Linked DNA regions of Drosophila melanogaster: regions 1 and 2 are each linked to region 3. Evidence: chromatin contacts called from public Hi-C data. All regions are on one chromosome and are shown on one strand. The core of a region is the stretch at or near the end of the contact, and the rest is flanking DNA. Distances in the headings are between cores, read along the strand shown. Region 1 holds the start of CG32112. Region 2 holds the start of Hip1 (Huntingtin interacting protein 1). Region 3 holds the start of ArfGAP1 (ADP-ribosylation factor GTPase activating protein 1).

Region 1 (4,825 bases), core at 1,214-3,713, 320 kb before region 3:
ATTAAAGTTCTGTATGAAGCTTTGGCCCGCGGAAAACGCATCATCGATCACAGTAACCATTTTGGATAGCCGTTCTCTGTACTGTCCATCCGAGAAATACTGCGTTTCCAACATATCCCAGTTGATGGACTGGCTCATGACACCCTGTAACACATGGAATAATGCAATTTCAATTTGATATTCCATGCTATAGCAGCACCTACAGTTGTAAAAACAGCGGAGGCGGTGGACCAGGATAGACATGGCACAAGTACCAGTGGTTTTGGCCAATTTGTAGCGGCCAGTGATGCCATCTAAACGAAAAGGATTATTGTTGACAATCCCCTTAATGGTTATTAATCAATTTAAACTCACATGACCGCCCATTGACAATCCTGTGACGCCTAGTGGTCCAAAGCCATTCCTTTCGCACCAGTGAAAGAGAACCAGGCATTCCAGGATGAGGCAGCCGCCCATCACAAAGATATCAGACACATTGTGCAGGTTGGAACGCCTAAAATAATTAATGTATTATTATTATTATACATAAAATACATCTAAACTATTCAGACTTACGTTTGGTTGTTTGGTTTTCTTAAGCCATAGAAAGGATTCTCCAGTATTATGGATCCTATATTGGCGTCCTTTAGCAGAGGTTTCGCAATGAAATTTCGTCTACGCCAAAAGAACTGCAATATTTGAAAATTTGCCATTTAAATATGTGCGTTTTAATGTACTATTATGAACTTATGGCTGAAAATGGTCCCAAACAAAATTGTTTTCTATGTGGGTATCGAAAGAGTTGAGCAAATTACGAACAAATGGGCTTGAAAATCATGGAAAACAAATTAAATATAAAGGTAAAGTTGGGCTCTAAAACTGGCTTGGTAAAAGTAAAACAATATCTATTTTGGTGGGACCCACTTTTAGCTAAATGCTGATAGATAGGCCTGGCGTCTGGCCTCTATTGAAAGTAAACAGACATTAATCTCGGAATTTGGACGACGGATCTCGCTCGATGGTACTCACATGATCACCCGTTCCGGCCAGATGAATGCATATGGGCTTGTGCTTTTCGTTTTTCCACTTATTGGGGATCAAGAGCTGAAAGTGCGCCTGCTGCGACTCCTCGGGCACAACTCCGGGCATGTGCAGCTCCATGGGCGTCTTAAATTGGCCCTCTATCAGCGTGCTTTCCGCACCGATTTCTTTCTTCGTTATCTCCACCGGATAATCGCGGGGCACGAGCTTGAAACATGACTCCCTACTGGATATTACTTTTCGGAACTGAAATACTCTGAAATAATGGTCGTCAGAGGCAAAGGCAATTAATTTGGGCACAAACACTCCAATTGTACAAAAAATATGTAGAAAAATCGAAAAAATATGATGAGCACTTTTGGGGAGCAAAAAAATAAGTTTTATGTGAATGATTGAACTTCAGGGATAATTAATACTTTTTAAGCTTTAGTTGTTGAAAGCAAGTTGCCAATTAAAAAAATTATCTGTTCATATCGATCCTAACTTGCTTAGGGTATATTTCCCACTAACCTGTACGGAGGAATCTAAAATCGTGGTCAAGTCCAGTGTCCACTGGTGGAAGGGCACTGTAATGCAGATTAATGTCATCTTGAAACGATAAAAATAAATAATCTACGTACTTAGGTTGCATAAAAAACTCATGTTTCTAACAAAGAATTCAATTAACTTAAGAACCACATCGTTTTTAATAACATAAATTCATTTCTCGATGATATAACAGAAAATGTTGACCTGAAGTTCAATAGGTTTCCAAATTAGTAAGACCAAGATGAACTTTGTTAATTATCGGATGGTAATTTGTGACTATGAGGAATTTAGATAATATAGAGCATATATTAAGATAAGATGACCCTTTCAAGTAAGTAAAACTAAATTTGTAAGTAATTTTTTAATAAGTTAGTAAAGCCGTGAATAGGGACATGCACATCTAGTTGCCTTTGAAAGAGGAAAAAGCAAATATATATTTAATTAATAAGTCAAACTATATTTTATTATTATTCAAAGGCACTTGTTTAAAAGAAAGCCCACCGAAACCATTAAAGATCTTGTAAACTAAAAGGACAAGAGTTTTCCCTTGCCCGCCGATTAACGGTAATTTAAATAACCTAGAGGAAATTGAATTGAAATTGAAATCATAATAGTATTACGTAAAGAATCCGTATGGGGAGCACTTATTTTTCGCCATTCTCCGTTTTCAATGAAAAACTCACTTGCGCAGGTTTTCCGGCTTGCCCCATCCCTTTTCGAAGAACCTCGTTATCAGCATGCGGCGATATATGCTATCTAGTTTACTCGGCATCTTCGGAAAATGGCAAATGGGGCTTCTTGTTTTGCCAAAATAATAATAAACAATACGTACGGTAGGGATGGTAAAACGTTTATTGCACTATCGATAACTGCGTAGAAACTTCCATGGTGATAAGACTTCCAATTTTAAAAACTGACAAAAATTTCGGATTATTAATTTTTGCAATGTCTACTAATCTGAAAACTAGTATAAAAAAAATAATAAAATACGAAATCGGTTTTGGTTTCTATGTCAGGTTGGTATATCATATTTATCGACTTATCGATTTGAAACAATGGTATGTGAAACAATTCAAATCTGCTTATTTTTATTTTATTAAAAATAAATTGTAGTACTTATAATTTATCAATACACATAAAGGAATACGGAAAAACGATAAATACATTTACTTAATTTTATGGATTTTTTGTCCCATATTTACAAAATGAAAAGTGTAATATTAAATACGTTCATAATGAAGTCATTTTTACAAACTGATAAGTGAAATATTCAAAACTATTATAAGAAAATTCGAAAACCATTAATCCACACAACCAAAAAGAATGTAAACCACACTTATCAAGCTCATAAAAAGTACAATTCTTATTCTCAGTTTTTATTACATTGTATCTTATAAAATATGTTACTTATTTTCCTTTGGTAGTTTTATCAATACGATACGTATACACTACATTTATATTTGTATGTATATTATGTGTCGGGCAAACGTAATTCGTTAAAAAAATTACGCTTGCTCTTGTAAATACTTTATTAAAAGATTTTATAAATATACAAATAATTTATCATAGCACATTTGATGCATTGATGTTCCAACACGTGCATTCTGTACTCGTATAAGTATATACATATCTAACTTAATCCAATGTTGACTCGGCTATGTGATGTAAGTCTGAATAATTAATTATTGCGCGATGTAGGAACTCGTATTGTGCCTAGAAACCATATAAACATCTAATTAATGCATTGACAATAAAATATAAACAAATTCACTTACGTATGAGTTGATAAGTCCCGTTCGCTGAGATCGTAATTTCCTTGTTGTGGCACAGATGTCGACACACTTCTCCAGCCTCAGATGCTGGACCAAAATACACATGGCGACGAAAATGGAACTTCGATCGGTTCCCAGGCTGCAAATAATTTATAATTGATTAATCCGTCAAGTGCATGAATCAAAGCATCGCCGCATACCTGCAATGAACTGTGAGTGGAGATCGACAACCAGAATTCTTGTTGTTCTTATAATGGTTGTATGCTTGATCTACAAGTTCTATAATGCCACGGCAGACTTCAGGAACTTCTCCGTCCACGGTGGGCCAACCATTGTATTGAAATTGTGTGACTTTCAGCGTATCGTCTATTTTGCAATTCGTAACATAAAATTCGCGGCGAGTATAGTATGGACAACTTTCGCTGTGCACGTATTTCACGAGTATGTGATCGTATTGAACCTCATCATCTGCCCAGTATCGCGGGCATTTCCTGGGACCATCTCCGATCTGCAATGCAATTAAAGCACTCAGTTGAATGGGAAACCAATAAAGTAGAGAGGGCACTACTCACTTCGGATATCATGACGAGGGTGGTAACACTCTGTTCCGAGATCATTCGCCAGAAGTCTCCTATAGTGTTTTCAAGTGGATCCTGGGCAATGATGAAGGTTTCGCTATTATCATAGCCCTCTATGAATGATGCGTTAATGTAAGTTGAGTTTTCCCGCATCGGAAGTGGTGTTAGTATAACCTTTAATTGCACAAAAACATTCACAAACATTAAACACAGTTCGCATAAAAGTTAGCCACTATTACTTACTCTGTTGCGATCGTAGGGTATAATCTCTTGACTTCTGTTCTTCATATTGTTCTCCTCGTTTTCGCCCACACTACATGATTTACTTATCTCATCTGCTGTGGCCAGTAGTTTCTGAAATAAATAGTAATAAGCAAAACGCCTGCAAGTAGATAACAAACTATACAAACCTCGAATTCCACTTCCAATTTGCATTTACCCTCGTTGGGTTTCCGCTTAAGAGATTCAATTGCAGAAGCCATTGTATCAATGCAAATATCCGTGTTTCCAAAGGTTCCAGTATCTAATAAAGCCCGGTAAAGAAAGATGTATTGTTTCTGCAAGCAAAAAGAAAGTTATTACAGCAACTACGAGTGGAATTTCCATATCTACGCACCAGAGATTGGACTAAAAAATTTCGTTGGTGTCGTAGATCACACACTGTGTTGTAAATGGACACCGAGTCTTCTTCCTCCAGCTGTTGGATTAGGGAATCTAAAGCCACCAGGGTTCCGGTTCTACCCACACCAGCACTGCAATGCACTAAAATTGGACCCCTTTGCAGGGAGTAGACGGAATTGATTTGACGTATGAATTTGATGATGCCATGTGGATGCTCTGGTGCCATGAAGTCCTTCCACGTTAGGTAGTGGTATTGGGTGATTTGTCTACGGTCCTCCTCCTCGCCGACATTGGCTTTGTTCTTGG
Region 2 (4,564 bases), core at 1,684-4,183, 360 kb before region 3:
AAAGGAATCTTCTCCGGAAAGAAACTCAAAAATTAGCAGCATCGAAAAAACATCTCATAGTTCTCTTAAGTTTAGTTCGAAAACGAATAAATCTCCCCAACGAAACAAAGTTAAACAAATTATAAATAAAATTCAAGATATGCCACGAAATCAAACAAGAAATAAACGGAAACAACGGAATAAGAATCGCATGAGTTCTGGAGGCGAAACGTTTCCAGAGAACTCCACAGATTGTGATTACGAAGTGGCAGAAGCACAAACTCCAAGCACATCCAAAAACAGTTTCTCAGAAGCTTTGAAAGCAAGTCAAAATAAAAGTGCCATTGATATAAAAGAAAGTAACATCAGTAGAAAATCGGACCATTTAATTACCGAAAGAAATACCCGAAAAGAAAGTTCGCAAGAAAGTGAGAAACGAAACCCGGATCAAAGAATAAATTTAGAAAGCCATCAAAACGCTGCTGTTGATCCAAAACAAACTACAGATCAAAGTTGTAATACAAAACGAGAAGAATCTTTCAGGCAGCGCTCAAATTCAGCACCAGAATGCTGGATACTTCAATTCGCCCAAGGAAACCCAACAAATGCATCTGAAAAATCACATCAATATTCACCGGAAAATTGCAGAGAAAAACACAATTGTCCGGAAAACGTACTTGTACTCAAGGACGAAACTTGTGAAAGTGATTCAGATGACTATGAACTCGTAAGATGCAATGATATCTCAACAGAAGAAGAGACCGTAAATGCGAACTGTCGTGAATGCAAAACTCCGGACTACAGTATAAATGCAAGTATTTTAAATCAACTTAGAAATGAGGAAAGCTCGATTAGTCCTACACAAAGCCAAATAACTTTTATCCTTGCCGACGATCAACGTCCAAATGATCTTAACATATCACAGCAGAACGAAGGAAGGTATGAAAAATATACAAATAATTGTTTATATATCTAAAACCTTCTTTATTCCAGAGAAAAGCCACCAATGGTGCAAGTACCATTTCGTATGAGCAGCACTGAAGAATTGGGCATTTCCCAGCCAAAACAATTGTGAGTGTTCTTCTTTTCCGACAATTATGATCTCTTACTTTTAATCCAAACATATTTCAGGAGGAAATTTGGTCTAAACTTCACCAGACTCAATACCAATCAATTTCAAATGGCACCAGCGACTACAAGACACGTTCGACTACAAACCCAGAAAACAAAAAGGACGAAGAATCGAAACTGCAATTCTTCTGTTGGCCAAATGAACGGTGTATTTGTTCTAGCTTCTTCGCCATCTACTAGAACGAATACAGCAGAGCAATCTATTGAAAGGAGAAATAGGAATCTGCAGAATCATCCAGGCGTTTCTGATTCTTTGAGTAACAATCCACCATCCTCAGAAAATAGACGAAAAGCCCCATCCCAAACATCTTACCCAGTACTTAGACGTATTCAAAGAAATGATTCAAACAATTCGCAAGGCGGAAGATTCATTTCGGCCAGCAGCCAATATCCTGACCAGCACAGACAAGATGAATACCTAGCTTGTGATAGAAATAATAGTGACCAAAGCCATCGCGATAGTCATCAAAACGAGGACGGGTCGCATAATTCAGCTATGGTTGGAGCTTCTGGGTATTCTACTGACTTAACTTGGACAGATCCACCTCCGAACTCCCAATTACTAGCTCCCAATACATCGACTGACGTGGAAACACTGGAAACGGTAACCCTAATGCAACCTCGAAAACTTCGTAGTTGTGAAAGTGCTGGGATCAGAAACCAGGCAAATATCAATGGGAACACCGTTCTTATAGAGACAAGAACTCCCTGTAACAGGGAAATTCTACTCCAGACCTGTGGACGACCGCCCTGTAACTCGTGTCCTTATCAATACACGGGTCTTCCTCCGAGTCTCCATCAAGGATTTACGAAGCCACCGGATCATATGCTACAACCGCAGATCTCTGTGAGTGCTCCACAAAATGTCACTCCTTTCGATGAAGGGTACCTTATAGATCCGCGGGATCAGTGGATGCCCACTAAGTCACCAGCTTCAGCACCAGCCGTGCAGCATCAATTTCAAATGAAGGAACAATGTCAGCCGGATCATGGATCCTATCATCATTTTCAGGAATCTGTACATACTTCAGACCCAAGTTCCTCTCAGGCCAGAAACCCTGACTACAATCCTCAACTAAAAGAGAACATTCGAATGCTTCCAGATGGATTCTATGAACGCACCGTGAATAAGTATAATATAACACGCATGGATTCCAACTTCCAGCCACCGGAATTTTCACTGCAGCCAAATTTTGTTCACGGAGAACAGCATCCTACTTTCAGACACCACGCTTGTCCTTATAGCAATCAATATCATCATCCGCAACTGATGATGACATCCGTTCCAGATCCCAATCGACGTTACATTCCACCACAAAACCAATACCCAGCCGAGATGTTTTGGCCACAGCAAAATGTACATTTGGATTACTATGATCAATCGGAATACCAAATTTAATCCAAACAGTTGGAAGAATACATTAAATTAAAATTACTTTAAAAACAAATTAAAATTGTCGTTCTTTTATTTAAAGTAAAAATATGGTAGCAGATCTATAAATATCGAACAAAATCTATCTTTTTAGAAAATCAGTACACAAAAATTTCAAAAACACATTCTAAAGCTTTTTTTTAAACCATCGTATAAAATCAAATTAAATTAAATTTTTAACTTAACTGAAGTTTTATTGAAAGCGTTCGATGTTATAATTTAAATATTGGTTCATTTAAGTGTATTTCAATTCAAATATCCTTCGATTTAATGGAAAAAAATAAAAATTTGCAAAACATTTTTTTTCGCGCTCAAAATGGTGATGCAAGAAGTTGATGACTATCGAAACGAATCGATAGGGTAAAGCCCGCATATCGGAACACCGCCCAGCTCTATTAACTTTTATCGATAAAGGAAAACAACATTTGTTTATATGACTAATTTACTCTTACACTCATTGTTTCATACACGCACACGATCGGAATCCGAATGAATACGAACGCGACCAATACGAAAACAATGGCCAACATTGTTGATAAGATAAGATAACTCCCGTTTCCAATGTCTTTGCTGTCTTTGCTCTAATGCACATATATCGCGCTGCGAATGATTCGAATTTGTTCAGCAAGTACGCCAAGAATTGTCAGTAAACAATGGCAACTCACGCCGAAAAGGAGTTCTACCACCTGGTACGTAAGCCCAAAGGAAAGCCAAGAAAACCGCCAAGAATACCCACAGCAGATTATAGGCACACGGATGTTGTCATATCATGTGCATAGTGTAAATACCTAAATGTTTATGCACACAACTACAGGCGCGCCGCTCAAATATGCATAAACATTTCACTTAAGAAGTCAGCCTTGAACCAGATTATATGGAACAGCTCGAAATATCATCAGCTTTTCACACGACTTGCAACACCACAGAGACTACACTACATGCTAATCCCAAGTTTCTCCGCTTCGGATGACCCAGAAAATTAGAAACTGCAATGAATGCTATGCGGACTACATCCACTTTGATCAATTGTTCAATGTGCACACAAAGGCCTTTCAAATTTTTTGATTATCAACCCAAATTCGGCACGATAAGAAGTGAAATCCAGTATTTAGATTACCTTCTGTTATCATAAATTCATATCAAACACATGGTGTAGGTGTTTGGAATCTTATTTTTAAAAGCATCGAAATGTTTGCACTTCCAAACTAAATAGTCGATCAGTGAGTCACCCCCTTTAGATCGAATTCCACTAAAAAGTATAAAACTATAGATATCGTCCGCCAAAATCCGTCCATATCTTATAAGCTGAGTCAGTCACTTCTTCGAAAGTGTACAACAATAAAAAGCCATTTAAACTATAATATTTACATTTCATTTCAGAACGTCAGCGTGTCCAAAGCTTTAAATGGCCTGGAAGCGCCACTCAAAACCAAACATGCCCGCTCCATTATTATTATGATACACAAGGCCAAAGAGGCCAAAACATTCTGGATGATCATCTCCCGGCAGCCTTTGATGCAGAGTAGATTTACTGCCTGGAAGTTTTCGCATCTGCTGCACAAGGTCCTGCGAGAGGGTCATGAAAGTGCCATCCGCCACTCGCAGAGCCACAAGAAGATGATACTGGAGGTGGGAAAAATGTGGGGCCTGCTGCAGGACGATATTGGATGCTGCATACAGGCGTATAGTAAGCTCTTGGCCACAAAATTAAACTTCCACGACAAAAATCGAATGTTTCCCGGCACCCTGAACATTTCGTTCACGGAACTCTTCATTGCTGTGGATAGGGATTTAAATTATTGGTAAGTAAAAATAGATATATATTACTTTCAAACTACTGAGACAGAACCATTGATTCCAGTTTTCAACTGTGCGTGGAAATTTTCGACTACTTGGAGGATATAATTGCGCTGCAATTGACGATATTTTCATCTATGGAAAAGTACAGAATGTCGTCGATGACACCGCAGGGACAATGTAGATTAGCGCCAATAGTTTGCCTTATCCAGGATTCCAATGCGT
Region 3 (4,515 bases), core at 1,365-3,864:
TTGGAGAGGGGCATCCTCCGGACAGGAGGACATGAAAGGTAACGCATTGCTGCGACCAGGAGAATAAGTAATTCACTTAACGCTTTAATATCGCTGATAAATGCAGACCAATCTGCATTCCCCCCCTTTGATTTCTGTTCTTTTTTTTTATTTTTTGCTTGGTCCTCGACGATCCTCTCCATACATTTCCCCTTAATTGGTGCAATTTCGAGCGATTTTATTTTATTTCGCCAGAGTTTTTTATGATTTTTTTTTTTTTTTGTTTTCTACCTTAGAGATCACCTGTGCCTGCGCAGACTTTGTGGCTGCGGCGTGCGAACAGTCTGCTCATTTGCATAAATTCAAATTCATTTGCACGTCATTTGGGAATGGGAAATCGAATGCAAATCCGTATGCGAATGCGATTGCGAGCATTGTTTTGCACGTGTTGACAAGTTGCGAGGGGCTTGTGGATCCAAAGGAGAACAAAAATAGGGGGGAAATCTCAAGCATAGGAGGAGCCGCGACCGGATGCCCCGATGATAAAATGCGCATCCTCTCCAGAGCCCGCGAACCCATGGCTGCTCCTCGTCTGGCTGCGACCAACCGACGACGTCTATGCGAGTTTAATGCAAGCCTAAGCCTATAATTTGATCGTATCCACACAATAACTCAGGCCATAAGCCCAAAATCCAACCCTGGACTCTGCGAGCTGGGAGCTGAAACGAAAACGGATCTCAACGCACTGCCCAATGCCCAGTGGCGCTTTTGGGGGCGTGGCTGCGCCCAGCAAGAGCAGTGACAGAGCCGATAATGGATGCGCAGCAATGCCATTTCTGGCAGATCGGGGAGTACTCCGCGGCTTCTGATAAGACCACCACCAGCGGAGCACACTCGAAGAAATTAAGGGCGCCAACCAAATTCAAATGTATGCAGTGTTGTATTAGGGAAAAACATGGCATAAGTGAAGTTTAAACACAGATAACGGTATCTTTCAATGCTAAAAATTCTATATTTAGATTGAACAAACTTAGAAAATTTTGATTTACTAAAGAGATGTCTTCAACAGAAAGGAAGCTAAAGGAAGTAGTCTCATAATATTATGAACTAAAATCTAAGATCGTTTTGTTAACTACTTGATAGAATATGAAAGGTTATTTTCTCATCTGAGAAGTCTGTTATTTATCTCAGTGCATTGGATCCGCTCCGGCAGCGGGACAAGTAGTTGTTGAAAGCGTCGAGCGAGTGCCCAGCCAGGAACGCCCGGCTCTTTGGCTCACTGGCTCATCGGCTCACTTAGCGAAGGAAGGAGTCGTAAGTTGGCTGGGACGTGGCGATCGGCGGATCGATCGATCGGATTACCCGGCAGGCTTTTAAATTCAACACATCCTGCGGTCGCCGCGGCAATTATATGCTCGTTGCCGCTCGCATCCAGATCTGATCTGCCACGCCCCCCTTGTTGGGCGTGCGACGGCAATTATAGATCCGCTGAGATGCCAAAAGACGCTGACTTAAATAAATGCGCGAGTTTGGAAATTGAAAGGGAATTAGCGGTGGGCAGGCAGAGCCGAACTGCGGAAATATTGTGCATAATTATATGCTAATCCGAATGGCATTGAATTATGTGCAGACGCGTGTGGTCACCTACCTTTTGGACTTTTCCTCCAAGGGGCACTGAAAAATGGGGAAAAGGGAAATGGCTTTTAGGCGGCTCCAAATTCTCTCAGATTTGAGTTCCCTTTCATCTTTGGTGGCCCTGCCACCCGCGGTCTGTTTGCATTGAAGTCGATCATGTAAGTAATTTCCCCTGTCCGGGATTCAAAACACCGAAATCGAATCAAAATCCACCGACAGTCGGTAGGAGATTGATTACTGTTAGGAGTGTGATAAATCGCTGTTTTTATTAACTTTTTTCGGGATGACGCAGCGCAAATTGGCGGCGCTGCATCTCCAGTCGCCGCACGAGTACTGAAGATCTGGAAATCAGATCAGCGTGATAATGTATAATTTGTTGAAGGGTTTTCGGCGTGCTCGCAACAAAGGCGATGCCATCGAGTTGGGTTAATTGAATTTGCTGGAGAGCGGACAGAGATTTTTGTGCAATATTTAGCTAAAATATGTATGTGTATATTAACATTATTAACATTATTAACACATTAACATTAACATATGTTGGATAATGATGAATAAAAATGGTTTTCTAAATGTCTAATTTAATTTATATAATTTCGAAAATATTTGTTCTTATCTAACTTTTTTCGAAATATTTAGTAAATAAGCAGCTTGAATATATTATATGCAAGCTATATACAATAAATATAATACAGCAACAGAGTAAAAAAATATTTTATTGTTTTTATAAAACCGATAGAATTTTAAATTAAAACATTAAAACATGTTAAAGCTAATATTTTTAGGTTTTCTTTTATGAAAGACAGTTTCAAATATATTAAACTTGTTTGCTTAAGATATTTAAATATCCCGCTCATTTTCAATAAACTATCGATATATCGCAATTCCGAACGTTCCACTTTAGTTGCACTTTGGTCACACTGCAAAACAAAAATCCAAGTGGAACTTTGAGATGGGTAAATATCGATAGTATGCCCAACTTCCTTTGGTTTTCCATGCAATATTCGGTATATCGATGCTGTCGTGAGTGGTCAGCTCATCTCCAATTCCAAGTGGGACACGCTTAACACTTTTTTTTTGCCAATTTGCCATTAATTGCAAGCGTCCCAGCTGATCCAAAAAAATTCAAAACTCTGTTAAATGCGTTTGGCCAGGCGTTCGTCGCGATCCGTGGACTTTAAAGGCTCGTAAGCGTGTGTGAGAGCTTCAAATCGCCCCATCTCAAAGCCAAGATTGCACCCAAATCAGCGCCAGCGTCAGCAAAAGTTTCATTAGCAACTCGGTTATCAGCTGCGAAACTGAAGCCAACTGAACGCAAAGAGTTGGGCAATCCGCCAGAGCAGGGCCAGAAACCATAGAAACCAGTTGCCATGGCGAGTCCCAGAACGCGACGGGTGCTCCAGGAACTGAAACCCCAGGATGAGAACTCGGTAGGTTTGCTCCTTTGTCCACATACGCTAGATAAGCTTCAATTTCTTTGTTTAAAAATGACTAGAAATGCTTCGAGTGCGGTACCCACAATCCGCAGTGGGTGTCCGTGACCTACGGCATCTGGATCTGCCTGGAGTGCTCCGGCAAGCATCGCAGTCTGGGCGTGCATCTGTCCTTCGTGCGCTCCGTCACTATGGATAAGTGGAAGGACATCGAGCTGGAGAAGATGAAGGCGGGCGGCAATCGCAATGCGCGCGAGTTTCTGGAGGATCAGGAGGACTGGAACGAACGGGCGCCTATCACGCAGCGTTACAACTCGAAGGCGGCTGCTTTGTACCGCGATAAGATAGCCACCTTGGCCCAGGGCAAGAGCTGGGATCTCAAGGAGGCGCAAGGCCGCGTGGGCAGCAACAATAGCTTCAGCTCAGGTGGCTCCAGCAACAGCAGCTACCAGTCGCGACCCAGTGCAACAGGTTATGGCGGAAACGGAGGCTATCAGAATGGCGGAGGCGCCGAGCCTGGAGGCTATCAGCAGTACCAAACGCAGGAGTTCAAGGACCAGAAGGAGGAGTTCTTCAGCCGACGCCAAGTGGAGAATGCCTCCAGGCCAGAGTAGGATCTTAATGGCATATCTGTCCATTAGCTATGATTTATCCTAGTTGATTGTTTCAGAAACTTGCCACCGAGTCAGGGCGGAAAATATGCAGGTTTCGGGTTCACACGCGAACCACCACCGAAAACGCAATCTCAGGAGCTTTTCGACTCGACGCTTTCCACTTTGGCCTCTGGCTGGAGCCTTTTCTCCACCAACGCCTCCAAGTTGGCCAGCACCGCCAAGGAGAAGGCCGTCACCACCGTCAATTTGGCCTCGACAAAGGTGAGTCCTGCGCCTCAGCTCGTATATCTTTCAGATTTTGATTCCTTATTTGCCTATTCTCTTCGATTTGGTTCAATATTATGTTGATTTTGTATTCTTTTGGTTTATTATTAGTCTGCTGATTAGTTTTAAATAATTTAAAGCTGTAGAAACCCACCTTAACAACAAAAGAGAGCAAAATCCCTTTAGTTAATCCCCATATTTGTTTGTTAATTTAATTGGTACACCTTATTGTTTGTATTATTTATTTGCATCTTTTTTTGGTTGTAGATTAAAGAGGGAACTCTGCTAGATTCCGTACAATGCGGAGTTACCGATGTAGCCAGCAAGGTCTGTAGTTCCCCATCATCCAGTTAATCTTCTCTAAACCCACATCCCTCTAACATATAAACATACCGATCGCAGGTCACCGATATGGGCAAACGAGGTTGGAATAATCTGGCGGGCAGCAACATTTCGTCGCCGCAGGGCGGATACAACGATCCCAACTTCGAGGACAGCAGCGCCTACCAGCGTTCCAATTCCGTGGGCGGTAATCTGGCCGGAGGCTTGGGTCAGCAGAGCGGCGTCAGCGACAGCGACTGGGGCGGCTGGCA

The links. A called contact is a pair of places that touch in the nucleus more often than the background predicts.
Region 1: a Hi-C map of the Kc167 cell line shows a contact between it and region 3, with 2.4 times the contacts expected there. A contact is called at or near these places in 9 of 107 Hi-C or Micro-C datasets (the D17-c3 cell line, the Kc167 cell line, the OSC cell line and 3 more) and 1 of 7 datasets of targeted methods (the Kc167 cell line).
Region 2: a contact with region 3 is called in a Hi-C map of the Kc167 cell line, with 1.7 times the contacts expected there. A contact is called at or near these places in 2 of 107 Hi-C or Micro-C datasets (the Kc167 cell line and wing imaginal disc).

What each region holds. Positions count from the first base shown.
Region 1 is chr3L:12,739,356-12,744,180 of dm6, reverse strand. CG32112 reads right to left here and starts at 2,463. Exons shown (of 8, transcript NM_001274850.1): 1 at 2,381-2,463; 2 at 2,232-2,320; 3 at 1,009-1,276; 4 at 556-668; 5 at 355-493; 6 at 204-293; 7 at 1-144. The coding sequence starts at 2,320. It overlaps Ptp69D (Protein tyrosine phosphatase 69D), which reads right to left. Exons shown (of 12, transcript NM_176324.2): 6 at 4,515-4,825; 7 at 4,309-4,455; 8 at 4,142-4,252; 9 at 3,893-4,072; 10 at 3,521-3,828; 11 at 3,324-3,459; 12 at 2,613-3,261. The coding sequence ends at 3,184.
Region 2 is chr3L:12,771,942-12,776,505 of dm6, reverse strand. It overlaps Hip1 (Huntingtin interacting protein 1), which reads left to right and starts at 2,933. Exons shown (of 8, transcript NM_140340.2): 1 at 2,933-3,231; 2 at 3,923-4,344; 3 at 4,404-4,564. The coding sequence starts at 3,196. It overlaps CG32106, which reads left to right. Exons shown (of 5, transcript NM_168514.2): 3 at 1-918; 4 at 973-1,050; 5 at 1,111-2,555. The coding sequence ends at 2,509.
Region 3 is chr3L:12,415,679-12,420,193 of dm6, reverse strand. It overlaps ArfGAP1 (ADP-ribosylation factor GTPase activating protein 1), which reads left to right and starts at 2,614. Exons shown (of 5, transcript NM_079316.3): 1 at 2,614-3,041; 2 at 3,107-3,654; 3 at 3,715-3,919; 4 at 4,190-4,249; 5 at 4,325-4,515. The coding sequence starts at 2,982.